Regions from separate parts of the Mus musculus genome. Here region 2 is linked to region 1. Evidence: chromatin contacts called from public promoter capture Hi-C data. All regions are on one chromosome and are shown on one strand. The core of a region is the stretch at or near the end of the contact, and the rest is flanking DNA. Distances in the headings are between cores, read along the strand shown. Region 1 holds the start of Msl1 (male specific lethal 1). Region 2 holds the start of Socs7 (suppressor of cytokine signaling 7).

Evidence for each region. Promoter capture Hi-C pulls out the DNA fragments that hold promoters and counts their contacts.
Region 2: a promoter capture Hi-C map of pre-B cells shows a contact between it and region 1, with 3 times the contacts expected there. The contact joins the promoter of Socs7 here to the promoter of Msl1 in region 1.

What each region holds. Positions count from the first base shown.
Region 1 is chr11:98,792,173-98,799,726 of GRCm38.p6, reverse strand. It overlaps Msl1 (male specific lethal 1), which reads right to left and starts at 4,211. Exons shown (of 9, transcript NM_028722.3): 1 at 3,123-4,211; 2 at 364-587. The coding sequence starts at 3,896. Gm12359 (predicted gene 12359) reads left to right here. Exons shown (of 3, transcript NR_033551.1): 3 at 494-1,418.
Region 2 is chr11:97,357,481-97,365,034 of GRCm38.p6, reverse strand. It overlaps Socs7 (suppressor of cytokine signaling 7), which reads right to left and starts at 2,743. Exons shown (of 10, transcript NM_138657.4): 1 at 1,612-2,743. The coding sequence starts at 2,600.

The DNA.
Region 1 (7,554 bases), core at 2,962-5,461:
CAAGGGTCAGGCTTCAAAGTATACAGAGCAGGCCTCTGGGGAGTGAGCTGGCACCCGAGTACTTAGTACTGTGACCAAGAAAATGGTTCAAGACCATTTCTCAACACAGAAACCTGGAAGCTTTTTGTTTGTAAAAAACAGGTTCCCTACTGCCAGGCTGACCTTGAACTCACAACAGATCTCTTGCCTTAGCATCCTAAGTGCTGTGATTACAGGGGTAAGCCACCATGCCCCTAGAATAACAGACTTCTCAATTCAGGGTATGGTTGCTATAATGCCAATCCACGAACCCCAAGCTCATATTCCATCACCATTAGCAGCTCCTCATCGTTTTTCAGTAACAGAATAAAGTGACCAGCACACCTTTTGTGTCCCTTTCCACTCCGGCCACATGAGAAAGGCTTGGAAGGCAGAGCCTGGGAGGTCTCGCAAAGCTCCGGCTGGCGCTCCAATTTAATTTTCTCAGACAACTCTGCTTCCTCTCTCTCTTCAGGTTCATAGCCCTGGAGCAGCTTGTGCCTTTCCTTCTCGTTATCCCTCTTCACCAGCTGCATCCGCCTTTCCATACGTTCAATCCGAGCAAGGAGCTGGAGGGAAGTGACAAGGTACAGACTTACACACCAAAGTTAAACGCCGGTACTTAGCCCCATTTAGGAATCAGCGATCTTCTGCGTGCCGCTATGGTCCCTACCAATTCAACTTTTACTCTGAACTGGCAGGCACGAATCTGAATAGCTTCCCTTAAACCCAATGAAGGCAAAAGACAACTAATTGTAATTGTAGGAGTTGGTCTGGATGGCAAGAAGCTAGGGCAGCCTGAAGCTCTTCCTTCTGAAGGAGGCCCTTCCCACTGGGCAGCCTGAAGCTCTTCCTTCTGAAGGGAGGCCCTTCCCACTGGGCAGGAGCGGAGTGCCTTTTAATGGCAAGGCCTCTGCCACTTGGCTCCAAGTCTTCTGGGACCCCCTCAATTTAACCTTGTTTCTGTTCGTGGTCGTCGTCTGTGCTGCTAGGGATGGAATCAGGGCCTCCTGACCGTGCCTGGCAAACACTCTAAGCATCAGCACCACTGAGCTACATTCTCAGCCCTGTGTTCTTTTAAGGTGTCCTACGGTTGTCCAAATTCTATCTGCTCTATGTTCACTCCAAAACTCTAGACACAGTGGAATGTTTAAACAGCACAATGCAGAAGAATCAAGGGCTCACAGAGCGTCCCTAGGGATAGCAGTACCACATCAAAATGTTATGATTGCGTATTTGAGGGAGTAATTCTAAAACATACTACACTGAAAAGAATTATAATCGACGCCAGTAATATAATCCCAACACACATGACATATATAGATTCTGCTTTGTGTTGGAGATAACGGGAAAATATTATCTAAATATTTATCAAAATTACATTCTAATTAAAGAGAACCACAAAAATCAAACAAAATGGAAGTCTATTGTCATCAGAAACTTGGTATTAACTCAGTTTTGACAAAAAGGTGACTGTGCTGCTTATAGCACAAGACAAGAGTTTTGCCTTGGTTAGTGAGTGACGTCACTGCTGCTCTCTTACTGCCATGGCATTGACTTCAGCAGAGGCCAAACAATGACTAGAATAAGAGCAGGCCTAAGCAGGGCTAAGACTGTAGTACATGACAGAAGCCGTGAATGCCAAGCTCAGACCAATGCCTTAGCATTAACTCACCCCACTTTTTCCTACCTTGAAAAGCCTATGAAGGAGGCCAAAGAAGGCATCACCTCAAGAACTCAGCACAACCCTCCAGCTGCAGTAGTGTCCCCCCGCCCCCTGCCAGCCACTCGTGTCACCTGTGTTCTGATTCACAGCCTTAGCATTACTTAGCCATGTTTCGTGGGTGACATAGTCTTCATTTCTTCTCCTTTACTGATCCTTCTCTTCCCACCCCCTTCCCATGAAAGGAAGGATATGTTGTGTTTTTACGGCAGGGCCATCACACCGTAGACTGCAGTACAGTGCTGAGCAGTGCCACTCCATGCTGAGTTACTTCCACAAAGCAACACTGAGGTATTTCAACAAGACCTGCCCCAGCTCCTGTTCCACCTTGCAGAAGGCACTCTCCAATCAAACAGAGGCCTGATGGCGACTTATTTAGGAAGCAAACAAAATGAACAGCTCTTCTGCTCCCATGCTCAGCCTGTGGTGCGTGAAGCCCCAGAGTAAGAGGAGCCAGGAGGGAGGGAGGGGGGAGCAGGGCCTGAGCGCACTGTAGAAGCCATGTTTATTTTTAGGCGTCTAAAAGGTATGTTACCACTGTAGCACCCACCACCCCAGCGGCCCTGAGGTGTGAGGGAGTGTGCTTAACATGTGTGCCCAAGGCTGCTGCTCATGCAAGCAAGCCTATGGAGTCATGCTTTCCAGGAGTACAAAGAAATAACCAACAACTTTTCTAATACCTCAAGATTCAAAAACAGGTCTGGGAGGTGGAAGGGTTTACAGAATACATCGAATAAGCTTATGTCTCAAAATCTGCCAGCTTAGTCAAGGGACGTGGTCAGCGGGTAGTGTTTTATAACTCAGATTTTCTACTAGAAACTCTCTGAAATCAAAGGCAGTGATTCTCATTTAGGAGAGCTAAAACAGGATTCCACGTACACCATCTTTACCCTCTACCGACCAAAAGACCTATGACAACCCTCCTGTCTAAAGATGCAACAGCGGTGGTTACGGCAACAGCTGTTATAGCCTCCTCTCCAATGCACAGCTAAGGCAACAGCGCTTGAATACAACCCCTGCCATACAGCCACATCTGCACCCCACCCTATCATTTTTAACCCCTCGTAAATCAGGTCTTTCCCACTCTAAACGTCTTTCCCACAAGTGTGGGGCTGTCGTTTTAAATTAACCCTTTGGCAACCGAAGCCTCCCATAACACCCCCCACCACACACACACAGGTTGCCCTTTAACCCTTCCTTCCGACCCAACGTGTCAGTGATGCCAGGCTCCTAACGACCCAACATCTAAGGCACTCTTTAGCTGGTGGCCAACTTCCTCTAACCCTAACCGAGCGGGGACCTCTGCCTCCTACAGCCCCCTTCCCCCGAGCATGCGCAGAGCTCGCTCTCCATCCCTAATGCAGATTAACCCCTCCCGTACCGTATCTCTCTCGGACTTCAGCTCCTCTATCTCCTTCTCCTTGGCCTGCAACTGCTGCTGCTGCTGTTCGATGAGGTCCAATTGCAGCAGAAGGATCTGTTTGAGGCAGGCGGCCTGACTGGAGGCTCCCGAGCCGCCGCCACCCCCGAGAGGGCTCTTCCTTATACTCTTCCATCTGCCCTCACTGGCCGCCAGGGTCCCAGCAGTGGCGGTGGGCGCGAGGGGTGGTGGCCCGGGCAGAGGTAGTGGTGGGGGTCCCGCCGGGTCCGAGGCGGTGGCAGCTGGGGGAGCCGCCCCACCCTTGTCCCCAGCCCAGGGCGTAGGCTCTTTGGCCGCCGCCACCACGATAGAGCCCGTCTGAATGGGCAGCACCGCCTGATACTTGGGCCGGGGGCTGCAGCCAGCGCCGGCTGCGACTGGCTCCCCGCCGATGCCGGCTTGTTTAGTAGCTGGGGGCGGACAGGGCAAGGGCACCGAACCGCCCCAGCTCTCTTCCTGCTGCCCGGGGGCCGCCCCGGCTGGGAGTAACAAGCCCCGGCCCTTGCCGCCGCCGCAGCCGGCTGGAGAGGGCGAGGGGCTCCCGCCCTGGGAAGAGGCCAGCGGGGGCCCCGGCTCCTTGAGCTTACGATGCCGGGGGAGGAAATGGGCTTCGGCCGCCCCGGACTCGTCCTCGGGCCCGCCCAGCGCCGCAGCCCGCTCGTAGTCCAGTCGCTGCTCGGGGTTGCCGCCGGCAGGGGCCGCGGCCGCCTTGAACACTGCGGATCTCATGGTCATAGTGGTCCGGAGCAGCGCGGGGGACCGAGACGGAGGAGGGGGTGGGGAAGGGGCGAGGTGCGGGGGGTCGAGGACGGAGGAGGGGGAGGGGAGTTTGGCGGGCTCGGCTCAGCAGAGCAGCCGCAGGCCTCCGCTAACGCGGCTTCTCCGAGGCCCGGGCGCCATCCCGCCGGCGAGCGGAGAAGTGGAGGCCGCAGCTGAGGCCCGCCGCCGACCCATGGTGGCCTCGCCGCCGCCTCTGCTGCCGCCACCGTCGCCTTCGCCGCAGAGGCAGGAGCTCGCACCCAGCCGCCCCCGAGCTCATCCCCGGAGCTCGCTTCGGCCCCCCCTGCCCGGCCGGGCCCGCCTCGTCTCCCCACCCCGCACCCCCCCTTCCCCGCCCCGGCCCCCCGCCCCGGAGCTCGCCTCAGCCGCCCCGAGCCTCCATTTCCCCCCCCTTGCTCCTCCTCGGGAGGGGGTGGGAGGGACGGGTCCGCCCAGAGCCCTCCTACTCCGGGAGGGGGGGTCTGCCGCCTCCCCCGGGGGTTCTCCGCGCCGCCGGGTCCCCCTCCCCCACAGTCACCCCCGACTCCTCGGCGTTTCCCTTTAAAAAAAACGGAGCCGCCGCAGCCGCCGCCACCGCCGACCGGAGCGCGCATGCGCCGAGAGGGCAGCGGGCGGGAGCGAACCGGGAGCGGAGAGGAGGGAGGCGGGTAGCGCTATTGTGAAAGGGGCCGCGGCTACCGCTGCCGCCGCGAGGGGGAGGGGACCGAGGCGCGGGGGCCCACGAGGGGAGGTCGGGGACGAGGGCGAGGACGCAGGAGCGGGCGAAGGTGGGCTGCCGAGGCAGGGGCGGGCTGGGGAGGGAAGAAGGGCGAGGGCGGCCGCTGGTGGTTGGGGAATGCGGAGGATCCCCGGCAAAACCAAGTGCGAGAGAATGGGGTTGGGGAGGAAGGAAGGAGGTAGATGCTCCCGCCCCTCGCGGACGCCTACCGACCGCTCTGCTGAGCCGGCCTTCGTCGGATAGCCCTTCCCTGGCGACCTGGCTACGCGCCTGGCCCACACCGGAGCCCCGCGCGCCTTCGGGACCGGCCCCGACCCAGGCTCCCTTGGAGCCTGCGGCTGTTTCATGGAGTAGAAGTCAAGCTTCCACCCTCTAGGCTCCCTGGCGGTCCCACATGGGTTGGGGAAAGAAGTGAAGTTCTTTGTCTCTAAGGGATCCAGCACAGAAATGGAGGGACCTCTGGTTCCCAGAAGCAGCAAAATCCATGATGTCTGCTGCCCAGGGAGTTGTAAGCACAACCTTGGGGTGAAGTACTGCCAACTACCGACAGTTGTTTCCCAAGCAGCCATGTCTCCAGCCTTCTTAAGCTGTAGCTACTCCTAGCATCTTCTGGAAAAAGATTCAAGAAATCTATGGAGAGATGTATGCCGGTGTTAGGACTAAGTGTTCTTTAGGGCCTTCTATTGGAGCACTTCCCAATTCTCCAGGTTCATAGTGTCTGTGTGCCTTAATTTTCCAAGCAACTTTAGCCACTAAGTCCTCATAGTTCCCTATGGAAAAAACATGTACATAGTTGTAAATTAATTGGTTGCTTATCTGTCTGAAGTGCACTTCTAAAATTTTTTTATAGGAGATAGGTATAGTGGTCTACACCTTTAACCCCAGCCCTTGTGAGGCAAAGACAGGAGAATGTGTGAGTTCGGGGCCATCTTGGTTCACATAGCAAGTTCCAGGACAGGGCTACATATACCTTGTCTAAATAAATAAATAAATGTCTCAATGCGAGCAAGCAGATCTTGTCTCTATAAATAAATAAACGATAAGTTGTACAGAGAAAACAAGGACACCTGGTTCAATGCGAAATTTAGTTAGAAACTGCTTCTGCTTTGTGGGCTCTAAGCATGAAACACTGAAAAACTTCATGGGTATGAAAGTCCTGAGTCCCCGTCCTCTTTCCATCAGGTGGGCCTCAGAACTGCACAGGAAGGCAGTAGAAGGAAGGGCAGGATTAGAAAGAAGTTTGTAGAATGTGGTCTTTTTCAGTGTGAAGACTACCACCTCACTATCCTGATAACCTCCCAGATTTGTGGCTTGTTGGACCCTTACTCCAAAATCCTATCTCCAACTCCCTAGAATATGGCCAACTGGATGTCTGATATGCACTTCAGACTCAAGCTTTCGACTCTGCACCTAAATCCTGTTTCCAGTTAAGTCAGTCCATCTTACTTTAAAAATCCAAGCTAGTACATTTTACATCTTCGCCACAACTCTACCTTGATGTAAGCTGCCACCTCTGCTTTTCTGTTTATTGTTTTAATTATGAAATGCTTGTGATTTGTCTCATGATTTCAACCTCTGCCTAAGTCTTCCCCGGTCATTTGTAGTGATCCTGATAGATTTAAGGTCATAATATAAGATCATAAGATCACTTGGATTAAAAGTGTAATGGTCTGAAGGACCTGGCCCTTCAAGCTGCTGTGGACTGGAGAACTCTTACGGCTTTCTGTGGACCCTCTCCTGCCGTCCTCGCCTCCTGTGTCTGTCTGCTCGGGTCTATACGTTTGCTGTTCTCATATGGATCCCTACTCACAGGACTTCCACACTTCTTTGTTCCTTTTTACTAAATATCACCTTTTAGATGCCTCCTCTGCTGGCCTCTTATTTCCTCTGCAGGATTTAATCAGCATCTAATACATACTTTGTCCTGCATTATCCTCAACTCCTAATGTGAATCTTACAGGTTGCTCACTGAATGTTGTCCGTATCGACACCCATACGTGTTACAAAGTGCCATCTTGAAGCCTGTTCAGGTGTGAGTCCACGAGTCAGTTCATGTAGGGTGACAGTACTCTGGGGATGTATAGAGAAATGACAGACAGGAGGGTGAGCAGAGACCCAGGCCTGTTGTCTGAAAAGCTAGTAAAGTCAGCTCTTTTGGGAGACTGCAGTAAAACAATTCCAAGTTCAAGACTTGCCAGGTTACAGAATGACAGGACTCTGCCATGGTTCAGTGGTTAGTGCGTCTGCATTCCTAGCATCCACAAAATCCTAGGTTCAATCCTCAGTATCACATAAAAAAGGACCGCTGAGCCGCCTCAGAGGCTAAGGGAAACTGCAGAGATGCTTGGCGTACAGAGCTCAATCTCTATGGACACAAAGGAGAGAGGGAGATAACCCGCCTGTCTCCTGACCTCCACTCTCACTGGAGAGGTACAGGAGCCAAACTTAAGTGAAATAAATGTAAATATGTAGAGAGAGAAGCCAAGGCTGTAGCATGAACCGGCCAGAAGCTATCACAGAGCTGGCGAGCTGGTTCAGCAGGCACAGGTGCTTGCCCGGCGAGCCTGGCCACCTGAGGTAAATTCCCAGGACATGGGCACAGGTGGAAGGAGGGAAGCAACTCCACCGCCACAGAATGCTGACAAGCCTCCACCCCCCACATGCACACCAACCCAAACTGGAGTCATTAGCATCGTTAGAAAACTTGGATGTGCAAATTTCCAGGTCCCACCCTAGGCCTAAAGATTCCCTAGCTCTGCGTGGTTTTGAGCCATCCCTCCTCCCCTGGGGCTTTGTTTCTATTTATTCTTTCTTTAGACGGGGTCTTGAGTACACAAACTGACTTTGAACTCCTAATCTGGCTACCACCTCCTGAGTGCTGGGATTACAAACACT
Region 2 (7,554 bases), core at 1,494-3,993, 1.4 Mb after region 1:
CCTATGCCATTATCCACAGCTCCAACCGTGCCCTCACCCTCAGCTAGTGCAAATTTCATCCACATTGGCAAGTGGAGCATCAAATACAGAACCTACCACTGTGGGGGATGGGGATTGTTTCAGAAACCACACACTTTTCAAGACCTAAGCTCTCAGCAGTAATTCATTCATTCTCTCTCTCTCTCTCTCTCTCTCTCTCTCACACACACACACACACACACACACACACACACAATAATAGTAATAAAAACAGGCCCTACCTAAAGGAGTAGACACAGGGAACAACAATCAGGGCAAGGATCTGGGTTTGGCCCATGACACAGATGTTCAGAAATGGCAACAAAGCCAAAATAAGTCCACACCTTTTATCTTGGAGAATTAAAGTTCCCTTGAAAATCCATGTCCAAGAATGGGTGGTTTGTGAACAAGGATAAACTAGGAAGCTTTAAAAAAAAAATTTAAATTGGGCCCAGATATACTTATCTTTCAACATCCCCCTACCCTCCAAGATTCTAGTGCTCAACAAAGTTATCAATTTATCTGCTCTTTGCCCTTGGTCTGTCACTGTCTGTATGTTTCAAGACTACATCACAGAAACCATACCAAGACCAATTCCAATCAGGCACAGTGGCAGCAGGCCTGGTCCTTGGGAGGAGGTAGGAAGAAAGAGCAAGAGATCCAGACCAGTCTGCTACACAGTGAATTAAAAGCAAGCCTGATCAACATAATAAAAACCTTGTCTAACAAAACAAAACAAAAGCCACCAATTCAAGTTTAAAACAGATTCAGAACTACAACTCACAATGTTATACCACAAGGTAAGACTCATTCATGGCTGCAAAAGCTGACAGCTTTCCAAACTGACACTACAGAACTATGTCCCGACAGTAAAAGTCTAGCCACTTCTTAGAAATTCAGGGGAACAACTCACCATTTAAGTTTGGAATTGCCATTAATTGGACTAGAAGTCACTGTGTATACCTCACCTAGACCTCTCACCTCCGTGTGAAAGTGAGAGAGTCAGCACAACGCCATTCAGAAAGTGGTCAGCACACAGGCTTTAGACAGCAAATATCCAGGAACAACCAGAATATTAAGGGAGCTGCCCAGCTAATTGCTGGCCAGACTCCTCGGGCTATTTGCATGCTTGTACTTGCGAAGAGAGTGAAGGCTGGTGCACTGAGAGAACAAGCAAGACGATCAAGATAATAACAGGCAGGTGATTGACACCAGCTTTTCGGCCCCAAGGCCACACATTTCCAGCAACCTTCAGCAATGGTAGTAATAACAGACATGGGAGGGGTGCTTAAAAAGTGGGGCCGGAACAGGGATGGAAGGTGAGGCCGGGCTTCAGATCATCCCCAGCAAGAGACGCTAACCCACTGAGAAGTGTCACAGAGTGTGAACTCTCCGAGAGTTGAAAGCTGTTTCCACAATTAGCTCTGACCTAATGCGAGATGTCACCACCTTTAATCCCAAGTGTCTGCCTCCTCCTGAAGTCCACAGCTCAGCTCTAACAGTATCGTGTTGGCAGTAGGGGAAAACGAGGGAAACGAAACAAGAAATGGAACTTTGTCGCTTGCCCACCCCCAACCCCCAAGCCAATCTCACCTCCCCGTATCCAGCTCCCGGACCGCTGAGCCTCCCATGTCGGTCAGGCTCGCAGCTGAAGCTGCCAGATCTCCCGAAGGCCTCTTGCCGGTCCCATCCCCGCCGCCCGAGCCGCCGTTACAGCTCTTCGTGCGAAACAGGCGACTGAGGCGGATTTTGAAGGAGCCCTTCCGAGAAGGGCCTGCGAGAGGCCGGAGGGGCCCGGGAGGCGGCGGCGGTGGGGGAGGTTGCTGCTGCTGCTGCTCCCCTCGGCTCAAGCGCCCTGGAGGGACCAAGTCCTGCAGCGGAAAGGGCACCGGGGGTAGTTCGGGACCCGGAGGCTGCAGAAGCAGCCGGCCACCCACTCCTCCTCCTCCACGGCCGGGGCTGCTGAGCTCCTCTTCCGAGCAGCTGTTAGTCTCCAGGCTCTCGGCCTCCGATTCCAAGCCCTCCAGGACCAGCAGCGCGTCGCTCGTCTCCGTCGGGTCCTCCCCGGCCTGCGGGGCGGCAGCAGGCGGCGGGGGTTGCGGCGGCGGCGGCTGCGGGGGACACGGGCACGGACAGCAGCCTCCGCCGGCAGTCTTGATCCCCGGCCCCGCCGGCTGTCCGAGCCCCAGGGCCGCCAGCTGCGCCTCTAGTCCAGCCACGGGACCCCAGGTCCGCTCGAGCGCCAAGCCCGGCGGGAGGGCCTTGGGATCCAGCGCGCAGCGGTGCCGGGGACACAGCAGTTCCGAGGGTCCCGGCTCCCGGGCCGCCTCCGCGTCCTCCTCCTCCGGCGGCCGCCCCACGTTGCGGAACACCATCAGCTGAGGCGGCCGGGCGCCCCGCGAGCCGGGCCGCGCGAGGAAGGGTGGTGGCGGCGACGGGCCATGGCTGTGGCCCGGGGGCGGCGGCGGCGGCGGCGGGCCTGGCTCGGGGGCGGCCTCTCCATAGCCGAGGAGGCGGCTCAGGACCCGGTACGAAGCGGCCGCCGCCGCCGCCTCGCCGTCCCGGAGCTCGGCCCCCTGCATCGGGGTGGCGAAGGGAGGGAGGGCGGGCGGCTAGGAGCCGGGCTGGGTGGGGACTAGGCCGGGCCCCGCCGGAGCCCCGCCCGCCGCGGCCCCCGGAGCGACAGCGCTAACGGCCGCCGCGGCCTCTGCCTCATAGAGGGGGCGGGGGGGGGGGGGCGCGCGGAGCCCAGCGCGAGCCCAGGCCGCGCGCTGCCGCCGAGGACCGCCCCTAGACGTCACTTCCTGTCCAGGGCCCGCCCCCTTTCCCCAGGGTGCGCAAGCGTCGGACTCCACTCTGCCTGACGTTTCTCTTGGCCCTGGTAGCTATTGGCCGTCTGCTGCATCTGGGGCCTCCGTGGTCTCCGGCACCGACCCCTGCTTTTTCACTTCCTGGGCGCCCGGGCCCTGTCCACCGTCCTGTGTAGAGCAGTGCAGGCCTCGGGACCCGGGTCTGGACCTGGGAGAGGGTCGTGGACCTTGGCACTGTCTGGGGGTCTTGTCCTGTCCATGCTGCCTGGAGTGTGTGACCTTGGCCAAGTCATTTCATTACATCTGCATCCTCTTTCCTAGCATCCGATGAACTGTGGAATGACTACATGAAAATGGGTTGTAGAGCCTGCAGTGTGCTCTTCCGTGCCAAAACAACTGGATCTTTGAGAAGACAAGAGTGTGTATATAGTTAGCATAATCTCATCATGAATTTGAAATGAAGAATGGATATACACAATTCCAAGAAATGAAGATATACAATAGCCAATTCTGTACGACTGATGGCCAAATACATCCTTCCACTGATTGTTGTCATAGTGTATGTCATGTTGAGGATAGAATCCAAGACGTGGCACGTGCTAAGCAACAGTTCCATCACCAGACCTCATTCCCAGCCCTTCCCAAAATGATGACAAGTGACCAAGGACTGCAATTGTAACAAGAATTTTTACTAATATTTTCCTCTGTTGATGAAAGAGAACAGTGAAAAAGCAAAACCTGATCAAATCATCAATCATGGGGGCAACTTTGCTGAGTCGGAATTGGTTTCAGTGACGGGGAAGAGTTCCTTCAACGTTTTTGTGCCATTGCTAATGTAACACCTACAGATAGATGTACAGGAGATGTAAATCAGAATCGCTGTCATAATCTCCATCACTTAAAAAAAATGTATGTGTATGCACATGTGTGTGCAGAATCCGAGAAAGGGCATCAGATCCCCTAGACCTAATTATTAGCTGCCCCAAGTCCCTGGACATGGGTGTTGAGAGCTGAGTTCTGACCCTCTGCAAGAGCAGAACAAGCCGTTATCTGCTGAGCTAGCTCTCTAGGCCCCTCCATCTCTCTTTCTTTCTTTCTTTCTTTCTTTCTTTCTTTCTTTCTTTCTTCCTTCCTTCCTTCCTTCCTTCCTTCCTTTCTTTCTTTCTTTCTTTCTAGACAGGGTTTCTCTGTGTGGCCCTGGCTGTCCTGGAACTCATTCTGTAGACCAGGCTGGCCTTGAATTCAGAATCATGTCTGTGCTGGGAATGAAGGAATGTGCCATCACCACCCAGCTCCCTATACCCCTTTTGTTTTTCAGACAGGGACTCTCACAAGTATCAGGACTTAAGTTTGGATCCCCAGCACAGTATAAAAGCCAGGCAGAGCAGCATGTGTCTGTGATCTTCGCACTTGATGTGGGGTGGATCCCGGGAGCTCCCTCACCAGTCAATCTAGCCAAATTGATGAACTCCAGAATCAATGAGGAACAGGCACATTACAGAGCCATCTTCCCAGCCCAGTGGGGTCATTCTGAAATAGAAATTTGCTCACAGCCTGTGATTGTAAAGATGTATTTACATATATTTCTCTGCACACCAAAAGACAGCATCAGACCCATTACAGATAGTTGTGAGCTGCCACGTGGAGTCCTGGGAATTGAACTCAGGACCTCTGGAAGAACAGCCAGTACTCTTAACCACTGAGCCATCCCTCCAGCCCCACAGCCTGTGATTGTAGTTGTTCATGCTTTCTGCATTCTTAGGATAGAGAGAAAACCCTCTATGTGACATATAGGGTCCTAATGGTTTTGCCCTGCCTACGTCTTACTCTTACACATTGCCCACCAAGCTGTATCTTGTCTGTTCAGTTCTGCTAACACCGTTCTTTTTAAGACTTATTTATTATTATACATAAGTACACTGTAGCTGACTTCAGACACACCAGAAGAAGACGTCAGATCTCATATTAAGGGTGGTTGTGAGCCACCATGTGGCCGCTGGGATTTGAACTCAGGACCTTTGGAAGAGCAGTCAGTGCTCTTACCCGCTGAGCCATCTCACCAGCCCAGTTACACCGCTATTTTCAACATTCATGGGCATTCTTCTGTTATTTGCCACTGCTACCCCTTTTTTCTCCTGCAGTGTCAGGACACAAATCCAGTGTTTATATCTCCAAAGCAAAGCTGCAGCTTGACCAGTGGCCAGCATCTCCCACCTAACTAAGCTCCATTCTCAGATAAGTTTTCTCTCGGGTTTGTGCTCAGTGAACTGGCCAGCCTTCAGACTGAACTCTCTCCTCACCAGACCGGGGAGATGTACGTTCTCTCTCAACTTCAAGACCCAGTCTCTGTTACGCTTAATTGCACATGTGTGATTTGATTAACACTCTGTCCAGACTAGAGAGATGGCTCAGTGGTTATCACTGACCACTCTACCAGAAGACCCAAATTCAATCCCCAGCTCCCACACAGGGGAAGCTCACAGCTCCCAGTCCCAGGTGACTGCATCCCTCTAGCTTTCACGTGGGCGTGCCCATACACAGGTGACTAAAAATGAAATAAGTCATGGAGCTAGAGAGATGGCTCACTTAAGAGCACTGCTTACAGTTTGGAGAGATGGCTCAGAGGTTAAGAGCACTGACTGAGTTCAAATCCCAGCAGCCACATGGTGGCTCACAACCATCTGTAATGAGATCTGATGCCCTCTTCTGGTGTGTCTGAAGACAGCTACAGTGTACTTAGATATAATAATAAATCTTTAAAAAAAAAAAAAAAGAGCACTGCTTACTCTTCTTGTGGATCCCAGTTCAGTTGCCACCACCTACACTGTGGCTCACAAAGGTCTAATTCCAGCTCCATGGGATCAGATGCCCCCTTCTGGACTCCTTGGGCACCAGACTCACACATGGTAAATAGACAAGCAAATATGACAGCCATCAAAAGCATAAAAAAGATAAAAATAAAAACAAACAACAACAACAAAAAATAGGGTATGGTAGTGCACACCTTTAATCCCAGAACTCAAGAAGCAGAGACAGGTGGATTTCTGTATGTTCTAAGCCAGCCTGGTCTACATAATGAGTTCCAGGACAGCCTGAGCTACATAGTGAGACCATGTCTCAAACAAACCAAAGATAATAACAATAAAATATAAATCTTTAGGGGCTGGAGAGATGGCTCTGTGGGTAAGAGCACCCACTGCTCTTCCAAAGGTCCTGAGTTCAAATCCCAGCAACCACATGGTGGCTCACAACCACCTGTAATGAGATCTGACTCCTTCTTCTGGAGTGTCTGAAGACAGCTACAGTGTACTTACATATAATAAATAAGTCTTTAAATAAACAAACAAACGAACAAACAAACACATCTTTTTTTTTTTTAAATCTGGGGCTGGCAAGATGGCTCAGCAGGTAAGAGCACTAACTGCTCTTCTGAAGGTACTGAGTTCAAATCCCAGCAACCACATCGTGGCTCACAACCACCTGTAATGAGATCTGACTCCTTCTTCTGGAGTGTCTGAAGACAGCTACAGTGTACTTACATATAATAAATAAGTCTTTAAATAAACAAACAAACGAACAAAAAAACACATCTTTTTAAAAAAAAAATCTGGGGCTGGCAAGATGGCTCAGCAGGTAAGAGCACTAACTGCTCTTCTGAAGGTACTGAGTTCAAATCCCAGCAACCACATGGTGGCTCACACCATCTGTAATAGGATCTGACACCCTCTAAAGACAGCTACAGTGAGTGGAGTTTTATTCCCAGCAATCAGGTGAGGGCTCACAACCATCTACAGTGTACTCATATACATAAAATAAATAAATAAATCTTAAAAAAAAAGTCTGCCTCCTCTAGTAAAATATAAGTTCCAGAAGGCAATGTTTGTTCTCTGTCCCTCACGGCCTCTCTAATGTCAGAACGTAATGTCAATGACTGACATGAAGTAGGCCCTTGATATAGAAATACAGAATTGTCAGACAACCTTAAGCCTCATGAACGATCCACGATTCAAATCCACCTCAAATTCTGCACGACAGAATTAGCAGCCACTCTTGTAAATGAAGAAACAAACTGACATGCAGCTATGGTTGATCGGCTCAAAACCATGCCATGGAATTTACAACTAGTTGCCTGGCTGCAAAGATTTTCTTCTCTATCCTTGCTCCCTCTGCTCCTTCTCATCTCACTCGAGATTTCTAGAAGGAAGGGAAGAAGAGAAAAGAAAGAAGATTGAGAGAGAAAGAGAAAAGGAACGAAAGTTAGATGCTATAAAACCCCAGAACACTAGCTGCCTAAAATAAAAACCAGAATTCCTGGCTCAGGCAATGGAGGCAAGGAACGCAGCTCTACAGCGCCCTCTGCTGTTAGGTTGGTTTATTTGTACCCCAAGAGGTTGCCTGTGTCAGCCATGGGGTAATTGGGTTTTTTTTTTTTTTTTTTTTTTTTTTTTTTTTTTTAAAGATTTATTTATTATTATATGTAAGTACACTGTAGCTGTCTTCAGACACTCCAGAAGAGGGAGTCAGATCTCGTTACGGATGGTTGTGAGCCACCATGTGGTTGCTGGGATTTGAACTCCGGACCTTTGGAAGAGCAGTCGGGTGCTCTTACCCACTGAGCCATCTCACCAGCCCTGGGGTAATTGGGTTTTACAGTTCAATGTAAAATAAAGGAGGGAAGGGAGAGAGGGAGGAGGGAGGGAGGATAGAAAAAGGAAATATCATCTCT